2 separate regions of the Hordeum vulgare genome follow, and region 2 is linked to region 1. A link is a contact called in public Hi-C data. All regions are on one chromosome and are shown on one strand. Each heading gives the region's core, a stretch centred on a gene start, on an enhancer-like site or on the middle of the called end of the contact. The rest is flanking DNA. Distances are from core to core; before and after follow the strand shown. Region 1 holds the start of LOC123426978. Region 2 holds the start of LOC123426979.

The links. A called contact is a pair of places that touch in the nucleus more often than the background predicts.
Region 2: a contact with region 1 is called in a Hi-C map of leaf, with 4 times the contacts expected there. The contact joins the promoter of LOC123426979 here to the promoter of LOC123426978 in region 1. A contact is called at or near these places in 4 of 6 Hi-C or Micro-C datasets (leaf and seedling).

The regions. Positions count from the first base shown.
Region 1 is chr2H:521,110,274-521,114,381 of MorexV3_pseudomolecules_assembly, forward strand. LOC123426978 reads right to left here and starts at 1,275. Exons shown (of 3, transcript XM_045110899.1): 1 at 1,079-1,275; 2 at 1-164. The coding sequence starts at 132.
Region 2 is chr2H:521,250,654-521,255,122 of MorexV3_pseudomolecules_assembly, forward strand. LOC123426979 reads right to left here and starts at 2,710. Exons shown (of 4, transcript XM_045110900.1): 1 at 2,423-2,710; 2 at 1,360-1,612. The coding sequence starts at 1,520.

The DNA.
Region 1 (4,108 bases), core at 25-2,524:
CTCTTCATTTTCATCCAAATTTACAAAACCCCTTATCACGTCCTCATCCCCTGCACTGAACTTTTTGTATGCTGACTGAACCTCCTCACTTTGCCGATCCTCACTTTGAGACCCGTCGTAACTCATCGACATTGTTTGATGCCTGTTGTTGCTAAAAGCATCACCTGCATCAGATGTCATCAGGTAAGATTCACCGAAGGATGTCTCTCCCTTGGTCCTAATAGCCCATCGACGTGTCTTGCAACCTACGCCACCCAAACCAAAATCCTTCACCCTAATCCTTTTCCCATTCCGATGTGAACCTATCACTGACCCCACTAAGCATTTGCTTGCAATAAAGCTGGGACATAATGTCCTTTGGTCTAAATTCTTTGATACTATCCCTAATGAGTAGCCAGTGGCTAGCACCAAGAAATTGACATCCAGATCTAATGGGTTGACTCTTAATTCCCTCCCCACTCTTCTCCACCTCCTCGGTCGATATGCTTTCCTTGGTGATGTGTGGACAAGATACTTTCCTTGTGTCGGTGAGCATGGTAGAGCTAACTTGCGGGCAACAGCATAGTCGTGGCAAGGCGACTTTGGAAGAAATCCACTTGGATTCTGCTCCCAAGCAGCATGATTCAAGCTAGCAGCAATTTTAGCCTGTGTACACTGTAATTCGGTTAAATTCCCCCCTCTAACCCCAATGAGAGAGGAATCCAGAAGCAACCTTGCAGACTGCTGGCGAAAATCCCCGCCCCTGGTTGTAAAATCCAATTGATCCATCCTAATCCCAGAATCCTTAAACTAAGACTGTCAATCCTAAGCGAAAGAAGAAGAATCTCAATTCGGCCGCAGGCAACTAGATTTCTAGGGTTTGGCTATGATGATTCTCCCAACAAACACCCCAATTTATAAGCCTGGTGGCAGTAAGACTACTTGGCACCCCGAGGAATGCCCAGGCTGGGCGGCAAATCCCAGAAACTACCGCACAAGCTGCCATCAGCACCAAGAATGCGAATTCTTGGCGCGCACCAGGCGAAGTTTCCATGGAAAATTGCACCGAATTGGAGGAAGCGGGAGGAAAACTACGTACCTTGCGCGACGAAGCTTCGGAGGGCGGTGATTTGGGTGCAGCGGCGGATGAGTGGAAACTAGGAACACCGCAGCGGAGGCAGGCGGCGTATATATATGTAGAAGTATTCTTGGGGAATTTCCGTGAAGTGGCGGACAAGTCTGCGCGCGCTAGGAAGGAGGGGAAAGCACGAAACGAAGAAAGGAGAAGGGATCTTTGTCCGGGAAGTTATCTTTCCTTTTCTCTGGGAGCAGCCTGCAAGCGAGAGGCATAAGAGGGAGCGCCCACCGTCCGATCTCATTCAGGTCCTCTTTGATTCACAGGATTTTTAAAACACAGAAAATAGATAAATAATAGGAAAACGATTATATTCGGTTGACCGGCTGAGTTTTGGGCCGGTCGCACCATTCATTGACGTATGCGTTCGTTTGCACGTGGGTCCACCCATGGAACGACCGGCTTTCCTTTACCATATACTAGTAGTTGGATTCCGTCGTTGCGGGCCGCTTAAGAGCATGCCTAACGGGTAGCCTCAACCTGCTCTCCCCCCCCCCCCCCGGTCCAGCTAGGTTCGGACCTAGGCTCGAACTAAAAGCTATAACCCTGTAGATGAAGGTGTAGCTTATAGAAGAATTGACATCTTCAGACGTGAAAAGACAGAGAAAGAAGAAAAATGGACCGAAGGATGATTGATGCATGCGAGGAGAGAGATTCAGAGAGGAAGGAGAATGACATGCATGCATGCGGGAAGAGAAGTGTTGCATGATGGGTCCACAAGGTGCAGCTATGGTTGGCTAGAAAAATTCAGAAACGGTGGCCTCGTTATTTTTTGATTAGATAAATAGTTGAGGCCGCATGGAGGAGATGTCTCCATGGTTCATGCCCTAAAAGAAAGATGTGCGCATCAACCTTTATCTTAAAATTAAAAAAATATCATGTGAACATCACATCCATCTCAAACAAAAAAAATAAACCTAAACTAACTTTTCATGAAAAGGAAAAAAAGTCTCACTTTCATTTTGAAAATAACTATAGAAAAATCAAAAACTTTCTCACTGCGACCGACCAGCTTGTGCCACGTGGTGTAGCTGGTTGGCCACCATTCTAGCAATGCTTAATGTGTTTAATTATCTCTTTAGAGACGATCCACTCATTTTCTTCCTCGCCAAGAACGCGTCTCCTCCTTCGTCATGGTAGCTCGTCGAGTAGCTGGCTGCCATGGTAGCTCGTCAGTCCTGGCGATGTGCATAACACCCCGTCCCTTTTTTGACCTTGGAGGGGGAGTCATCGAGCTTCGGTGCCACCGCCAACCACCCGCGATGTACCAATTGTGAGAGCATATTTTTTCATGTGTGATTTTGGTAATTGATGACAAACCCTATGGACTAATGGTTTCCTTGAGTTATATTCGAATGATTTGTCCATAGGCACTTTTTGAAGTCCATTTGTTGGTTTCAAGGAGTTTATATGATGACCAAGGTGGTATCCAAGGTTTTATCTAAAGATTGATCATGTGAGAGTTGAGCTTATTGCAAGCATGTCTCGAAGAAGAAGATCGTGTGAACATTCATGTTTACCTTCAAGGCATCATCTTTATGAAGATAGAAGATAAGATACAAGGTTGATCAAGACTAAGTCAAAGAGTGAATCAAGTTGATCAACACGCAAAGTGAACAAGATGTACCGAGAGGGATCAAGTGATCCCACGGTATGGTAATCATTATCCATTACGCTTTGTATACTAACTCATGGTCTACGTGAGAGTTCTGTGTAGGGTTAGGTATGTTTACATGGGCTTGTGTCAAGAGGAAGATCTCATACAACCCATGGAGGATGACAACAAGTGGTGATCGTCATCAAGATTGCGGTGTGCAAGTTCAAGTGGAGCATCACGAAAAGATCATGCTTGAAGCTTGCCATCCATTGTGGTGACAATGGGCTTGTGTAGATGTGTCAAAGAGTGGCTCACCCATATTGGAGTATGGGAGAGCAATCAACAAGTCTTCATCGAGCCAACACAAGTCAAGATCGTCATCATCTATCTCAAGTATACTATGTTCAAGGTATAGGTTTGCCCTTTGTGGTTTTTCTATTTTATCGGTCTAATGGTAGTAGTTGGGAGACCAGGTTATAGGATCGATTGTCGTACTATCAAGGGGGCTCTCAAGTGAGTAGCTTGGTTGTATCGTTCGTTGAGAGCTCAAACCATTTGCATCCTTGCATCATCTTTCTTGGTTCTTGTTTGGTGTTTCTCTTTGTGAGTTGTAGAGCCTATGGTCATGTTCATGACAAGCTCGAGTTCATCGAAAATGGAGTGCATATGCATCTTCTATGACGTTTTCGATGTTGCAGTTTTTGCCGATTCTTCATTCATAGAGGTTTTACATCTCTCATTGGAATTTTCATACTGCCTCTTTTTTACATAAACAACAAGATTGAATTTGCTCAATTCGGAGCTCATTTGCAGAAGTTATGGCAGTTCTGGTCCTACTTGTTTTCTTTCGGTTATACCGCTTGTCCGAGCGGTTGTACCGTCGGGGCGATACATCCGGTGAAACTACTGCCCTAGGGGTGATACCCTAGGGTTGCTGCTCTCAGGTTCGTGACAGCGATTGTGCCATTTCCTCCTGGCGGTTGTACCGATTGATCTGGCCTTCCCTGGAGAGTAGCTTCAGGCGGTTGTACCGGCCTAATACCGCCGTACCATCAGACACGTCTCTGGTTTGGTGCGGTTCTTGGGCGGTGGTGGCCTGGTTGTTCCAGTTACTTTTCAACCGGTACTTCCGCGTGCGGCACCGGTTGTACCGCTCGGTAGGGTTTCTGCAGGGTACCCGTGTTTTTTGGTTGTATCGATACATATAGCGGTTGTACCGCTCCTACGTTATTCTACACATAACGGGCAGATTCATGGGGACCTATAGAAGGGGGTCTTCTTCCCCAATGGCCCCTATCCTTTCAGCTCGTATTTGTCCCCCATTGTTGACCTTCTTCAAGCTTGCTAAATCTCAATACCTCTAATGATTATTGCTAGTTTTTTAGGGAAAAAAGAGA
Region 2 (4,469 bases), core at 1,460-3,959, 140 kb after region 1:
CCGCACCTTCCTCTTTAGAATACCGTAAACACTGAAACACTTGGAACGAGGTGGTGGGTGTTTAGACACTGCGACTTCGGAAGAAAAAAGATAAGACTATACAGAGCCTGACAGAAGAGGCAAGTCCAAGAGTCCCCACCCATTTCTCACATGGACGCTGGCTATCCCACAAGAATCCCACTACCGCTATCAGCTCGCTCTAAAATAAAACCAGCTGTGTTCCTTTGTGGCGTGTTCGCCATTGGCACTTGCCCATAGCCGCATGCGAGGAGACAGACCAGATTGCAATCTTTCATCACACCGCACATGCAAATGAGCAACATACCAGAAAATGGCACGTAGTCTCCAAGGTGTTTTTGCAGAAACTACTTGTCATTAGGGATGCCCAGTGGCGGAGTCAGCTTGTCGGGCCGGGGCAAGGTCTGATAGTTGCACTCTCGGTGAAAGAATGCCCATAAGAACTGACGTTCAAACCCTCACGCAGTGATTATACTAATGGAGACTCCTCCGGTGGAGCAGCTGCACAAGCTGGCCGTACTGTGGCTCCGTCACACGGGATGGCTTTTCGCACATCCACCGTTGGGATCTGCTCCTGCCTGAACAACCAGCTGAAGAACCAGCAATTCTACGGCACCCACACTTCCCAAACAAGATTCAAGAATGGGTGTCTTATTACGCTCTCAAAATACGTCATATACATTAATTTGCCATCACATTTAATAGAATCCACCACACCGCATCCAATAGGCTAACCCAGTTCTTGCTTTTACCCCCACACTACTAACCAGAAGCACTGACACTTCTTCTCCAGTAAATCATATATGCCACGTATAGTATCCAAACGGCTTCAGTAATGGTCAGCTGGACTATGTCAAAAGGAAGAAAAACGAGAGGAAAACATCAACAAGGAACTACAATCACCCTATCTATTTACAGCATAACATCACTAAGTAGGAAAAAAGATAAGAAGAAAGAAATAAAAGGAAACGTTAGCTGCAAACAGCTGTCAAATTAGATTCCTGGAACAAGGAATCCCTTTTGCATGTTTCAGTTTCTTGGATCCTTTCCCCCCACACCCACAGCCAACAGCCTCATCCCATAGCCAGTCAGACACCCACCACAACAACACAGATTAACCCCATGAAAGCAACAGTGCACGCCCAATCATCGATTCCACCCCTCAAAGCTGCACCCAATAATTAATCCGTGCCTTTGGAAAGACGCAAATCAACCATTTTAAGAAGATGATAAACGGAAAGACGCAAATCAACCATTTTAAGAAGATAATAAACCCCGAGCTGCTAAACCATATCAGAAGGTACTAAACCAGTAATCAGAAAGGTCCCTCTTATTTCTCACCTTATGGAGAAGGTGGGGCACGGTGGGACAAGATCCACAGGACCTTGGCCTGCCGACTCCGGCAAGTCGGCGGCGTGGAACGTCCCTGGATCAGCACCCACAACCCGGACCACAGACTGGGAGGAGCACGAGGGGCCTGAAGGATGATCACTTGGTAGCATCGATCTGGTGAATGTAACGAGGTAGTAAGTTCACCCGGTGGAAAGCAAGAACCTTTGCTTCCTTGGCTGCCCCCAACTACCTCATCAGGCACCTGCAAACAGAAACCAAGACCCATGTTATTTCATGTCCACCCATCAGACGAGCTCTTCTTGGGGAATCTATCGTGTCATTTTATGTGGAAGGGAGATGCAGGAGTGATTGGAGTGGAGAGGGGAAGAGAAGGGGAGGAATGGAAGACGGGTTGCTCTTAGATTAGTCGAAGACGAAACCACATGAAATATCAGTAGTCCCAAGCACAAGTGGGTTGGTGGGCAAATCAAGAAGTGGATTAGTGGGAAGCTTACACAGATCACACAGCTCCTGCAAGGATTCGCACAAAGCAGTATGAGGTAACAAGAGATGAACAGTTGCTAAGCACATGAGGTTAGCTTATCTGGTACTGCTTGGTTGATGGGGAAATAAATAGACAGAAAAATGGAGAAAGGGAGGGGGGAGGGGTAGTTTAACCAGGGAACATATGTGGTGGGAAATCAACACAAGGATTTTGCTGCATAATCTCGGCCTCTCTCTGGCCCAAAAGGGGATTTTTTTTTTCCTTCAGCCTGTGAAAATAAAGTAGCGCTACCTAGCTAGCAAAGCACAAAATTAGAAAGAAAGGGCATAATCTGCACCAAATCTACGAAAGGCGAGCAGGAAGCAGACCAAGAATCTTCTCCGTGTGGTTAATTATCAAGACCAACATGGGCATCAAAGGAGAAATAGCTAAGATCCAGCATGAACAGCGCGAGAAGAAGGAAATTATCCAAAAGGAGATCCACACACAGTCCACGCCCTTACCGTCGCAAGAGAAGAAGAAAGAGGAGAGCTGCACAGGGGGTGAGAGGCAGGAAAAGGAACTCACGGGTCGATCCAAGCGGAGAAATCTCAAGAACAGGCTAGCAAATCACGGCAAGATAGAGGAAAGTCCTCGCCTCTGCTCCTCAAGCCGCGCACGCGCGCCCGCGCCCTGACAGATCCACCCGGTGCCGGGACGCCGGGGCGAGCTGGGGAGGAGTGTGGAGCTCACTGGCTCAGTATGGGTGGGGGATTTCGATTTGGAAGGGAGAGGGGGACGAGACGAGAGAAGGGGGAGGGGGAGGGGAGAAGCGTGCGGAGTCAGACTACCACCTAATCTATCTCGCCTTCTCTCTCCTGGTTAGTAGTTCCACTCAGCGATAGTATATGCTTTTCTCTTTGACATTTCCACCCAGCAATGGTGGAGTGAGTAAAATTAGCGGTGATGTGAAAGGAAAAGGAAGAGAAGGAAACACCAACCACTCGCACACCGGAGGCATCTGGTTCTCAGCCAACCTAAATGAGGGGTCTACCACTAGACACTGGTAACTGCAGCTCCACGGAGATACGTACAACGTATACATGGGAGAAAATGAGCGAGAGAGCGCATATCATTTTTACCGTATAAGAGCAACTAGAACCGGTCGATCCGAACGGACTGTGATTTTGTTTGTTTTTTGTTCGTTCGGGTCGGTCTGCCGGACACGAACGTTCGTTTCTGTGTTTGGCTCGACGTATGCGTCCAACGCTGCCCCGATCTATTTTGACGGCGCATGAAAAAAATTCAAACATTTTTCAAAAATAAAAATAAACATTAATTAAATATTAAAGTCGGTCATGAAATCCGGCGAGAGTCCACGGGTCCCCATTATATTAATTAAACATTAAAAAACCTAAATTATGCGGCTGCCCTAGGTGTCCTCGTCGTCGACGTCGGGGACGGTGAGGTCAACCAGCATCGGCGCAGGGCCGGTCTAAGGGAACGCCGTGTTCCAGAGCGTCGCTGCCCGCGCCTCCCTCGTATGTCCCGCCGGTGTGGGTTGTGTTGGTGGCGGTGGCAGTGTAGCACGGGCGCGCTCCTCCTCCTTCATCTCCAGCCATTCCTCCTCTGCCTCCCACTCCAGCTTCATCTGTCGTGCGCCGTCGGCACGCTCCTCCGCCAGGTGCAACGCCCTCCAGTACTGGAGGTAGAAGGCCTCCTGTTGTGGTGTCGCGCTCAACCAGATGGGCGGCGCGCTGACCCACTCGCGGAGGCAGCCAGTCCACTGGTAGACCTCCAGCTGCGGCTCGCTCTTCGACGGAGGCGGCACGTCGACGGCGGCGGCGGCGGACAGCGAGATGGTCGATGGCCTCCGCGAGTTGTGCCTCGTATGTCGCATCCTCCTCCTCGGCCTTGTGCCGCTCTTCCTCCTCGCTATCGAGGAGCACGGCTGCGAGCGCCGCCTGATAGGCGGCTTCCGCCTCTTGGTCCTCGTCGTGAACAACTGGCTGGGGCGGCGGAGGGTCTGGTTGCACATCGCGCACACCGCGTCGGCGCTGCTCCTCATACTCGAACGCGAACCAGACCTCCCGGTGGGGAGAGTCGGCCACGTAGATGGGGTTGAGCCGCTGCTCCGGCATCAGCTGCCGCCGCCGGCGACTCACCTCCTCCGCGTACGTCCGCGCCAACCGTAGCACGGCCGGCACCGGGATCCTCTTCAGATCCAGATGCCAGTCGTGCGGAGGGTCATGTACAGGTACAGCAGCGAGATGCGGTGCTCCCAGCGCCACTTCGCTTGGTGAACCAGGACGTTGGTCCGCTGACGAGGCCGGCGGGATGATGATCTCGTGGCGAGCCCGCGGGGATGGACGGCGGGGGCCTTGCCCTTGTTCTTGCCGAAGAAGCCGTCCATGGCTGCTGGCTAGGGTTTGGTCACCGACGAGGGAGCAGAGAGGTGGCGAGATGGGGACGGAGGTCTGGAAGCAGATGAGGCCGAACCCCACTGCACGCTCGGATTAAAAAAGGCCGACCGCAGTCACTGACGCATGGGCCCGGGGAGGGCGGTCATCATTAATTCTGTTGACCGCGGATAATTGAGGCGGACACCGAGAGTGCGCACGCGCATGCGCTTTGC